2 separate regions of the Gossypium hirsutum genome follow, and region 1 is linked to region 2. Evidence: chromatin contacts called from public Hi-C data. All regions are on one chromosome and are shown on one strand. Each heading gives the region's core, a stretch centred on a gene start, on an enhancer-like site or on the middle of the called end of the contact. The rest is flanking DNA. Distances are from core to core; before and after follow the strand shown.

Evidence for each region. Hi-C and Micro-C count contacts between places; a contact is called where the count stands out from the background.
Region 1: a Hi-C map of leaf shows a contact between it and region 2, with 3 times the contacts expected there. The contact joins the enhancer-like site here to the promoter of LOC107929466 in region 2. A contact is called at or near these places in 8 of 34 Hi-C or Micro-C datasets (callus, leaf and petal).

Annotation. Positions count from the first base shown.
Region 1 is chrA12:106,489,526-106,494,859 of Gossypium_hirsutum_v2.1, forward strand. No RefSeq gene overlaps it. Among protein-coding and RNA genes, the nearest start is that of LOC107929567, 13 kb to the right of the region's middle. Within about 2 kb of position 3,621, at least 4 of the 9 cell types and tissues checked have an H3K27ac peak or open chromatin away from gene starts, as enhancers often do. A contact at or near this core is called in leaf, where this site is marked.
Region 2 is chrA12:106,450,394-106,456,015 of Gossypium_hirsutum_v2.1, forward strand. It overlaps LOC107929466 (two-component response regulator-like APRR5), which reads right to left and starts at 2,079. Exons shown (of 8, transcript XM_016860896.2): 1 at 1,529-2,079; 2 at 1,171-1,332; 3 at 934-1,064; 4 at 738-848; 5 at 290-455; 6 at 1-194. The coding sequence starts at 1,775.

The sequences.
Region 1 (5,334 bases), core at 2,371-4,870, 41 kb after region 2:
CATTAATTTTTTTTGTGGATTGTTTTTTGTAACGTCCCAATATTCGGGAATTCTGTGAATGTTGGCAAAATTTCATGCTTTGATTTTGTCATTTGTGAGTGAAATTATAAAATAGAACCTATGTGAAAATGTTTGAAAATGCTATAGGCTAAATTGAAGTGGCCAAATAAATAGGAGTGCAAAATAGGAGGATTTGCATGACAAACCTCCCATTTTACATGAAGTGGCCAGCCATCATGTTGTTGTAGACAATATGAGCACTTGATATCCATAATTCATGGTACAAATTGATAATGGGTTAGGTAAATGTTCCATGATAATGGATTAAGTAAATATTCCATGATAATGGGTTAGGTAAATGTTTCATGATAATGGTTTAGGTAAATGTTCCATGATGGGCATTTCATGTCTTTTGTATTAAAGAATTAAATGGATGAAATATGAAATTTTATTAAAAGAAAAATGGGTGAAAAGAACAAGGTTTTGTCCATCTTTGTTCATCATAGCCTAAAGTTAGAGAAGAGAAAGGAAGGGAGAAAGCTCTTGAATGTTCGGTCACTTGGGGAAGAAAATTGAAGGTAAGTTCATGGTAGTTTGCTTCTATCTTGATGTTCATGAGTTCTTCTTGATTCTACCTTAACTCCTGAAGCATATTTTGGTTTTTGGTTGTGTTGTGAGCATTTTGGTCATGAATTAAAATGAAGGAAATGGTTGTTGTTTCATGTTCTTTTGATGAAAAATGGAAGATAGGTGAAGTTGAGCCAAACAAATGAGCATGCATGTGCCTTAGATGCTAAGGGAAAAAATCGGCTAACATGTTATGCTTTAAAATGATGAAATGGAGACTATACTTAAGTAAACTCATATATATGTGATGATTGACTGGTGATATACATGTTTAAATAACATGCATGCAAGTTATGTGTGAAAGAGTGATTTGGTAATAAATCTGCTTGGGGCAGCAGCAGTAACGTGACTTTGGAAAATCACCATAAATTGTGAGAGATGAGTTAGAAGGTGAATAAATTATGTAATTAAAGCTTAATGAGTCTAGTTTCAAATTAAATAAACTAGAATATATTTTGAATTCTGTACAATGAGAAATTTGATTTGTAATGAAGAGTGGTCAGATTAGTCAAACAGTGAAACATGGGAAACTTTAAGAAAAATCCGGTATTGATTGGCCATACCAAAAATTCTGAAAATTTTATGGATAGAAGATATATGAGTCTATTTTCAGGGAAAATTAACGGCACTTGATTTGGAGTTTCATAGCTCCAGTTATAAATGATTTAGTGACTGTTGCTCAGGAAGACAGCTTGCAGTGAAATTATGATTATGTGGTAAACATTGACAAAAATTTGTTAATGAGTTGCTTATTGATTTCTTATAAGCTTATTATGATCTGTAGGTGTGGTTGGCCGAATATCGTAAAGGGTTAATACGTAGTTTGTATTTGAATAGTTAGATTAACGTGTTAGTAATCCAATTGTAGGCGGTTCGTGTGTGGATCTCGTCAGTATGTCGTCGCAAACAGGTGTGTAACTAACACCCTATTTCTTAGTCTAGATCGGCAAAAGTCGAAAAGCCGAAATGCCAAAAACCGGTATTTTGTAGATTTGCGAGTGTGCGAATGCTCGTGAGGTAAATCGATTAATGTTTTTGGTAAGCTGCAATGTTTGGACTGCAAAGTGCATGATTTCTGTGCCCTCGATATTTTTGAGCTTAACATGACGTTAAGGTGTGGCAATGGCGGTGTGCATGTCTAAGATTGGATCCGAAGGGAGCTTGGTACTTAAGTAGTCCGATAACTCACCTCCTCTTTTCCGGTTTCCTACCTGGTGCACAGCTTCCATTCACTTTAACCTATAATGAAATTATCTTTTAAAACACTAAGTAGGTTTTTCTGGATCAACAATATAAAATGTTTTGAACGCTTTGATGTGGCATGTCGGATCCGGCCATAACGTCTGGGCCGGGTTTGGGATGCTACATTTTTTATAGGTAAATACTAAAAATAGTTATCCAATTGTGCCGTTCATAGTTATCCAATTGTGCCGTTCATCCTATTTTGTTCATCTAATTATTATTATTTATTTAGTCACTAAATTTTTTGAAATTAAATATTTTAGTCACTCTAAATTTACCGGAGCTTTTTTAAATTAATCTAATAACAAAATTAGCACTTTAATGTTTACGTATTCTATCAATTTGATCATAAATATAAAAAAATTAATAAATTTAACCTCTCAACATTTACAAAATATATTAATTTAATCTTAACTCTGAAAATTTTAACAATATTTAAAAAATAATTTTTATCCATTTATAACCCATTAGTTAACCCGTGTGGGTTATTAAAATAAAAAAAAAGTATTCACTTTTAAGTCAATTGTAAAAAAATTCTAAAAAGTCAAGATAAACCAAAGAAAGAAAAAGATCTAAAAGAAAATAAAAGCATTAAAAACATTATAAGTTCGGGTAGTAATGCAGTCAATTATTCCAAATAAGTTCCAAATCAATTGGTTTGATCTAGTGTGAAGCCTAAATTATACTTTAAAAGGTTAGGATAAAACACAAAGATTTAAGATCCAAAAAATAATAAAGGCATTAAAAACGTTATTTGTCCGGATAGTAATGTAGCCAATTATTCCAAATAATGTCTAAATTAATTTGTTTGATCCAATGTGAAGTCTAAATTATAGTAAAAGAAAGTGTTGCAAGCGACTTGAAAGAAGATATTTTTAAAATTTTTAAAGTTAGGACTAAATTGATAGGTGTTGCAAATGTTGAGGGCCAAATTTATTGATTTTTTAGAATTAGAACTAAAATGACAAATTTTATAAATATCGAGGGCTAAATTTGTTGAATTTTTTATATTTAAGATCAATTTGATAGAATGTATAAACATTAGATGGTTAATTGTGTTACTAGATTAATAGAAAAAGCCCACATAAGTCCAGAGTGACTAAAATATTTAATTTCGAAAAAATTATGACTAAATGAAATGCATTTAATGAAATACAAACTTGAGTGACTATTTTTATATTTTACCATAAGAAATAATTTTCAGCATGTCCACATCATCATTTAGAAGATAATTTAATGGATGAATTAATTTACACGTTTTGAAATGAATAAATATTAATTTATCTATTTTTTTAGTAAAGAGCCAGAAATACAATCTACTCCTTCTCTAATAATTTTATGGAAATCAAATTATATTTTTTTTAACAATTAAACATAAATGATATTTTTTAACTTCACTTATACAATTAAAAAAAAATATCGATCAATAAATGAAACAAATTTTTTGACCATTAATCTTATTATAGGTTCTTATTATCTATTTTTGGTATAATGCCTAGTACTATTTATAGTCCCTTAAATAAAAAGATAATGTGTTTTAACACACTTAAATCCGTATTTTTTATACTGAATTATATATGAAACAATTTTATATATAATGGTATGTGTATATATATAAAAAGAGGAATATGGTACAAGCATATTGATGCTTGAGAGAGATGGGAAGGCAAATTAAAGAGGGTTGGATGCAGACAGCTGGAAGAGGTTGTCCCCACATCACATGCAATTTGCAATAAAAACAAGAAAAGCCAAACACCTCCCTCTATCGAAACGTCATATGAAAAAATATAAAATCTCAACCATAATAGATATGTTATCAACATACCCTCCTAAAATTAAAACTAAAATACTTCTTTTCAATAAAAAAAAACTTTGTTCCCCCCAAAAATATAATAGATGAAAACACACGAATACCTTGAAATTTAATTATTAATAATTTCAAATATTTCAAATATGATTATACATTCACAAATTACATAAAAAAATTATTTTTTAGTGTGTTTTGATACAATGCTTAGAATTATATTTTAGTGTACTAAAACTCACATATTCTTACATTGTTAATAATATTGATGTCAATTGAGCGAACACCCAATCGTCTCCTCTTATATATATATATCTATATATAGAGTTTCATTACAAAAAATAAAATAAAATAATAAAACACGAATTTCCTGAGTTGCAAACAAAGACAAGTTGTACATGTTGATTCAATTTCTGGAATCAAAGGCTTGCAGTACTTTTATTACACATTTACCATCTTTCTATTTTGTCCTTCTCGATATTCAATTTGTCCCTCAAATCAGACAAAAGGGCAGTGGTAGGTGTTTGTTAATGAAGTGGTGGTGGTACCACTGCCACTAAAACTTGTAACCAAAACCCAGTTCCATGGGGGGATCGGATCATGGATGATGATGATCCTTTGAATGAAACAAGTGCAACCACCCTACTCTGTCTTGTCACTTCGCTTCCTGCCCTAACCCAAGCATCCCCGTTTTCCCCCAATCTCTTGTTATGTAGTAATTCCAACCTGACTTTTTTTTTTCTTTTTGCATTCTGTCCTACCCTCATTTAAACCATACACATACACACACTTTAATGTACTGGTTTCTTAATTTGGATTAGCTAATGGGTTTCACATTAGGTGAGTAAAAATGAGTGTAAATCGATTTAATTTAGATTAGCTAATGGGTTTCACACTAGTTTCGACTATACCAGTTGGTGTAAAAAAAATCATAGTAATCATTTTTTTTCTTGTATTGATGAAAATTCTTATAAGCTTCATGAACATAGGTTTATCTATATGTTCTTATGGAACTATCATCGTATTGTGAGTGATAATCTTATTGTTTAAAGTATGAAATGCTCTCCCTTTTTTCTTTGTTTATTTTGAATTTATTGAATGATAAATTTTTATTTAAAAATTATTTCATTTCATATTTATAATTATTATATATATTAAATAATTTTTAAAAAATATATAAGGTTCAAAATTTTATATTAAAAAAAACAATACTAATACGTATGGATTTTAATTAAAAAAATATTTAGTGGTGTGATATTAATTATTTTATAAATTTATAAAAATGAACTAAATCGAAATGTTGAATCCAACACCCTAAGAAAATGAAAAAGTTGACCGTAGAAATACAATGGCAAGTTAAAAGATAAGAAAATAAAGGGTGGCGGGAGACATGTTTCTCCACCAAGGAACAATGGAATAAGGAGGGTATGGTATGGACCTCCCTCCCATTTGGGCATTGGGGTTATATTTGCTTTTGATTCAACATAAATTTCTATAATGCTACCACCGCCAAGGAAACCAAAACCAAATTGCTATAATGCTCTTTCCCTTTTTAAACTCAAAGCTAAGCTATTATTACTTGTATTTTGTTTTTAGTTTTATACTAAAATATAGTAAAGTTGTACCATTTTTAAAAGTAGCAATATAATAAATAAATAAAT
Region 2 (5,622 bases), core at 829-3,328:
ATCAAACTTGCATGTGCTATTTATTGAAGAAAAATTGAAATTTCTGTTAAATGTTCCCATGAAATCAATAGCTTCTCTTGGTGAATCAGCAAGTGCATTACCAGCCTCAGCCGAAATATTCGTATTCGTTCTTTGACATTCCAGTTCAACACCCTTGTACGCAGTTGTCAGGTTGGGATCCTTGCAGTCATTGACTGCTTACAAATTTGATTGAGACATTTGTAAAAGGTTAGATGTTCTCCTACTGAGCAGAAAAGCAATGCCAAAACTCAAAAATATCTTGTCTTACCACTAGTTTTCGTCTCATGCATGAGCAGATTCTGATTTAAACCGTCATGAGCTTCATGCATCTGCGATCCACTTGGTTGCGATTTTCCCTTTATCAAGTGTGAAAATTCCTGGATAGTTTCCATGTCGGCACTCTCAGCCTCCATGTCCGGCTTTATACAAGAGCTCTGCAAGAGATAGTAATTATGCATTATTGTAAACTTCATGTACTCAATTTAAACTGAAAACAAAAACAAATTCCTTTCGACCATGAGTGACCTCTTCAATACACATAAATCTCTACTTGAATTCATGACAAGATAGCATATAAGCTTTAACACTCCACACACCAAAAATTCACCGCTATGGAAATAGTATATCATCTTAAATGGCACGGTTAAGTGTAAGACAAATCTTATATACAGGAAATTCACTGATCAATCAAACAACAAAGCTCAAATGGCACTGACCTGAGTATCACTTCCTTTATCAGTTTGTCTTGCAGCATCATTTTCAGAGGTAGCTTCAACCTGTTTGCGTCCAATGCTCTCATCCCCGGGGAAGTTTCCATCAATTATAGACTGATTCGAACAACAGATACAAAACAGGATCAGAACAAAAAAATTGGAAAACTATTACAAATAAAGTGAAAGAAGTAAAGCATACTGATTGTCTTCTCCACGCATGCTGCCATAAGTTTCTCAGTTCATTTCTCCTTACTGGCTTAACAAGGTAATCAGCAGCCCCTCTCAACATGCATTTGTATACTGTGCTTACTGAATCTTGTGAGGACATCACTGCAATATTTACGCAAAATGACAAAACAAGAAACTTGATTTAAGTTAGTTTGTTATGGACCCATAGTAGAAACTACTACCAAATTCGTATCTTTTTATATCATACTTATAACAGGGATGCTTTTACAAAGCTCATGCTCCATGATTAGTGTAAGAAGAGCAAATCCAGATATAGATGGCAAATCCACTTCTGCCAAAATGAGATCATAGTTATGGGGTTTTCCCTTCAGCATCTCCCATGCCTTCAACCCATCTGGAACTGCAGAAACTGCTCAAAAAGATGGGGGGAAATGCACCATTTTCAGTTCCAAATGTAGTATAAAACAATTCTAAAGAATTTCTTATTTGAAAACAGCTTAATTCCAAGATCAAATAACACCCTTTGCTGTGCTTTTAAAAAAAGGAGAAACAAATAGTAATAGTTCAGGGATAAAATTGAGGGGAAAAAAAGGATTTGCCCTAACCTTTATAATTGCATTTCTTGAGAAGAGCAGCTATAATTTGCCTGGTTGAATCATCAGCTTCGATCAACAAAACCCTTAAAGCCATCCACCTTTCCCATTTCACCACTTCACCATAGACACAACTTTCTTGCTGCTGCTTCCTTTTCTTCTTCTTTATCCCTTCAAATTCCCCACTTTCCATCTCTGTATCACTGTTACCTTTCACCTCCTTCACTTCCTCGCAACTCATCACCACAAAATCCCCCATAGTTTTTTTTTTTCTGCTTCTTTTTTTGTATACCACTAAAATCTATAACTTTTTTTTTTTACAACTCTGAACTTAGCAAAGCAAAGCAAAGAATCAAAAATCTGTCCAATTCCCAACTACTAAAATCAACATTAAAAAAATAATAATAATAATAATAATCTTAACTTTAATCGGACGGTATGAAACTGAATCAAGTATGCATCTAATTCTAATCCAACGGTGATAAATATCTGACCGGCGACCAAGGTGGAAAATATCTAAAAATCTATTTTGTGTGGCCTACGGAAAGCCATGGATTGTGGGGCTCATATTTTACAAAAAAGAAAAAAGAATGAATGAAAAATAAGGGGTCAAACATGGGCTTCGGCGTTTGGGGATATTTTTCTTGCGTGGGACCCACTGCTAAAAAATCTATTTCGAAGCAGATATTATTTCTGTGAATGCTTTTAAGGAGACATTCGATTTACTGGACAGTAACCCAACACGTGGGCGTGTTGCAGCGGAGCGCTTTTGTCTTCTTCTTTTTTTCAAATGTATAAACTGCACCATTAAGTCACCCAACTTTAACAAATATTCGATTTGGTCACTGAAAAAAGAAAATCTCAAATATAACACCATCCTTAGAAAGGTTTTTCGGTTTAATCACTCACCGTTTATTTGGTTAATGGCAGGATAAGTGTACATTCATTTTAGTCATTCGAATTGAGTTATTTGGAAATAGAAGCAGAAGGGACCTTTTGTCTTTGGTTTTTTTTAGAAAGCATAATAGTAATTTTAATCTTTAATTTTTACATTTTTTTATCATTTTGTTCTTATTTTTTAAGCTAATTTTGATTATTAATATTTTAAAAAAATTAAATTATTTTCTAAATAAAAATATTGACTAAAACATTCTTTTACGAACAACCTGCGTGATAATTCATATATACTTCATACTAATACAACACCATTTTTTTAAAATAATACATCAACAAATAATTTAAAATTTATAAATATATTCAGAAAAATAAATATATAAAAATTTCATAAAAATTCAAAATAATTTTTAACAAAGAGAAGAAATTTGTAACATCCCTAACCTGTCTCTGTAACTGGAACAGCCTGGACTATGTCACACGGCCATGTGACCCATGTTTTTCTATTTTTTAAATTTTTTTCAAAATTTTCTATTTTATTATAAATTAGTCCCTGATTGTTCCCAAGTTATTTTTAGGGCCCCGATGGCTTAATTAGTATTTTTACTATGATTATATTAAGTTGCATAATTTTTTTTTCCGTTTTGAAGTTAAATGTTTTAGTTTTGATTTGTATGGTAATACTTTGCAACCCTGATCGAGATAAATAATTTTTGTTCACTTATTTTGAAAAAATATTATTTTATATCCAACTATTTTAACACATTTGTCCTAAATGCACTTTTCCTCATATTATTACATTAATAATTAAACAAAGCATAAATAGTTAATTAATACAAAACAAACCATAATACATGTATTAAGGACCAAACCCACACATATGATTTATGTTTTAAAAAGGTAAAAATATATTAAAATCTTTAATTATACTTCTTCTTCTTCTTTTTTTGGAAAAGTATCATTGATTCTATTTGTTTTGTTAGGCCTGTTTTTTTTTTGTTTTTTTTTATTTCAAAGTAAATTTACACTCGAATTAATATTATTTGACTTGTTAAGTCAACTCAATCAACAAATTTAAAAATATATTTAAAAAATAAAAGAATATTTATAATTTCAAAAAATAAAAAATATGAAAATTTTCAATAATGAATTACTGGTTTTGGTTCATAGATGTTAAAAATTGAGGAATAAAATCATATTCCTTTCATCTTTATTTGATGGATGTGAAATGTCAAATTTGTTCCTAAGATATTTTGTTGTATTGTTGGTACGAATTTCAATTGTTATTTGTGTAGAAGGGATGGATGACAGAAATTTAACACTAAAATTGATGGGATCTGAGAATCAATATGCCATGCCATGATCAACAAAATGATCACCATCATATCATATCATAAATTGTAATTCTTGAAAATATGATGGGATGAGATACCAAAATGTGTGGCATTCTATATTCCCCTACTATTTCACATTGCCACCCAACCATTCTTATTTCTTTAAGCAACTGCTGCTCTTTTCTTCCAACCTTTTCCTTACTACGTGTCACTTCTACTACCTTTCAAATATATGGCAAATTCGTGTATAGCAAAGTTGCTCTTGATTTAATTGAGCGGCTGGGATTATCAAATTTAAAGCTAGAGATTTGTAATTGGATGGGGAAAAATTGACAAGATATTTTATGTGTCAAGAACAGTGAATATGATTGTTAATGCTATAATTAAATGGGTTATGGGCTGTACAACCAGATTTTATATTTTTGCTCAAAGGTTATGTTGCGAGATAAGTGTTAAGGAACAAAAATTTAATTTATTGATTGAACTTTGAAGTTTAACTTTTTACATTGTAACAAAAAAGATAATATCTAAACGTAACTTTAGTTAAAATAATAAAATTGAATTAAGTGAAAAGTATTAATATTTTAAGTTCAAATTGGATTATTTTTATTATGTGTATTTATTTTTTTAATTAATCACAACATATAAAATTATAAATACTTTTAGAATAATTTTTCTAACTTCGTAAAAAGAAACATAGATGGTGAAATCAATTCATTCGGCTCTTTAAAATCTAATATAATTAATTATGATTTTTTAGCTTAAAACTAGTGCTATAAACACCAATTAATCAGACCCTATTAACCCTCATATGTGTTAAGGTTGTGATTAATGGTGATTAAAAGCGAATAACATAGAGTCTTCTCTTACACCCATGAAAAAAAATATATATTGGCATGGTATGCAAGGTTTTTAAAATTAGATTAAATCAATTATTAAAAAATTATAAAAAATAAAATATATTAAAAATTTTATTCTACTGATTCTATTGTTTTGTACTGGTTCCTAGAATAATTAGTTCAATATCCTTTTTTAAATCAATACTCCGACTGATTTAATCCAATTCAAATAATATTAGTCGTAATTTAGTGTTTTTGTTCCTATCATGTCTTGTATATTTTATTAGGTCTTTGCTTGACCTGATATGCATATTGTTTCTTTCTAATGATGAAATGAAACAAGGATAAAAAATTTATTCTAAAATTATTCATATACTTTTAACAAATAAGAAGATACAAGCTATATATGGACATTAATTGAAAAACAATTTAGGATTTTGAATATTATTTTAATCCGAATAAAATTAAATTCAAATCGTAAAATAGGTGAGTATTATGTGTTTGTACTCTAAAAAATTATAATTTTTTTCTAGGTTAAAATATATTATTAGTCTATGTACGTATTTAGAATTTAAGATTTAGTCATTATATTTAAAAGTTAAAAATTCGATCCTCCTACTTTTTCAATTAAAAAATTCTAATCTAATTATTATCGTTGTTTGCAATTTCTGTCAAAATTTATGAACTTAACATATTCATTTTTTGTCAACCATATGCAATGTTATATGAGGACAACATGTCATGTTGGCAATTTTTGACTAAAAATATGTAAATGAAACATTGGTGCTTGCAAGCTACTCGAGTTCGATTCGAAAAAAGTTTGGACTCGATTCAATAATTATCGAGTTGAGCTCGAGCTATCAATCGAGTCAAATGCGAGTTTAGTAATACATGTGTAACACCCCCTACCCGTATTCCAAGCCTAGAATAGGATACGAGGCATTACCGAACTTAATATGATCAATCATGTAAAAATCAGCCATAAAATTTCTTCTAAATTAAAAACTTTCATACATATGTTTAACGTCCCTTATATGGG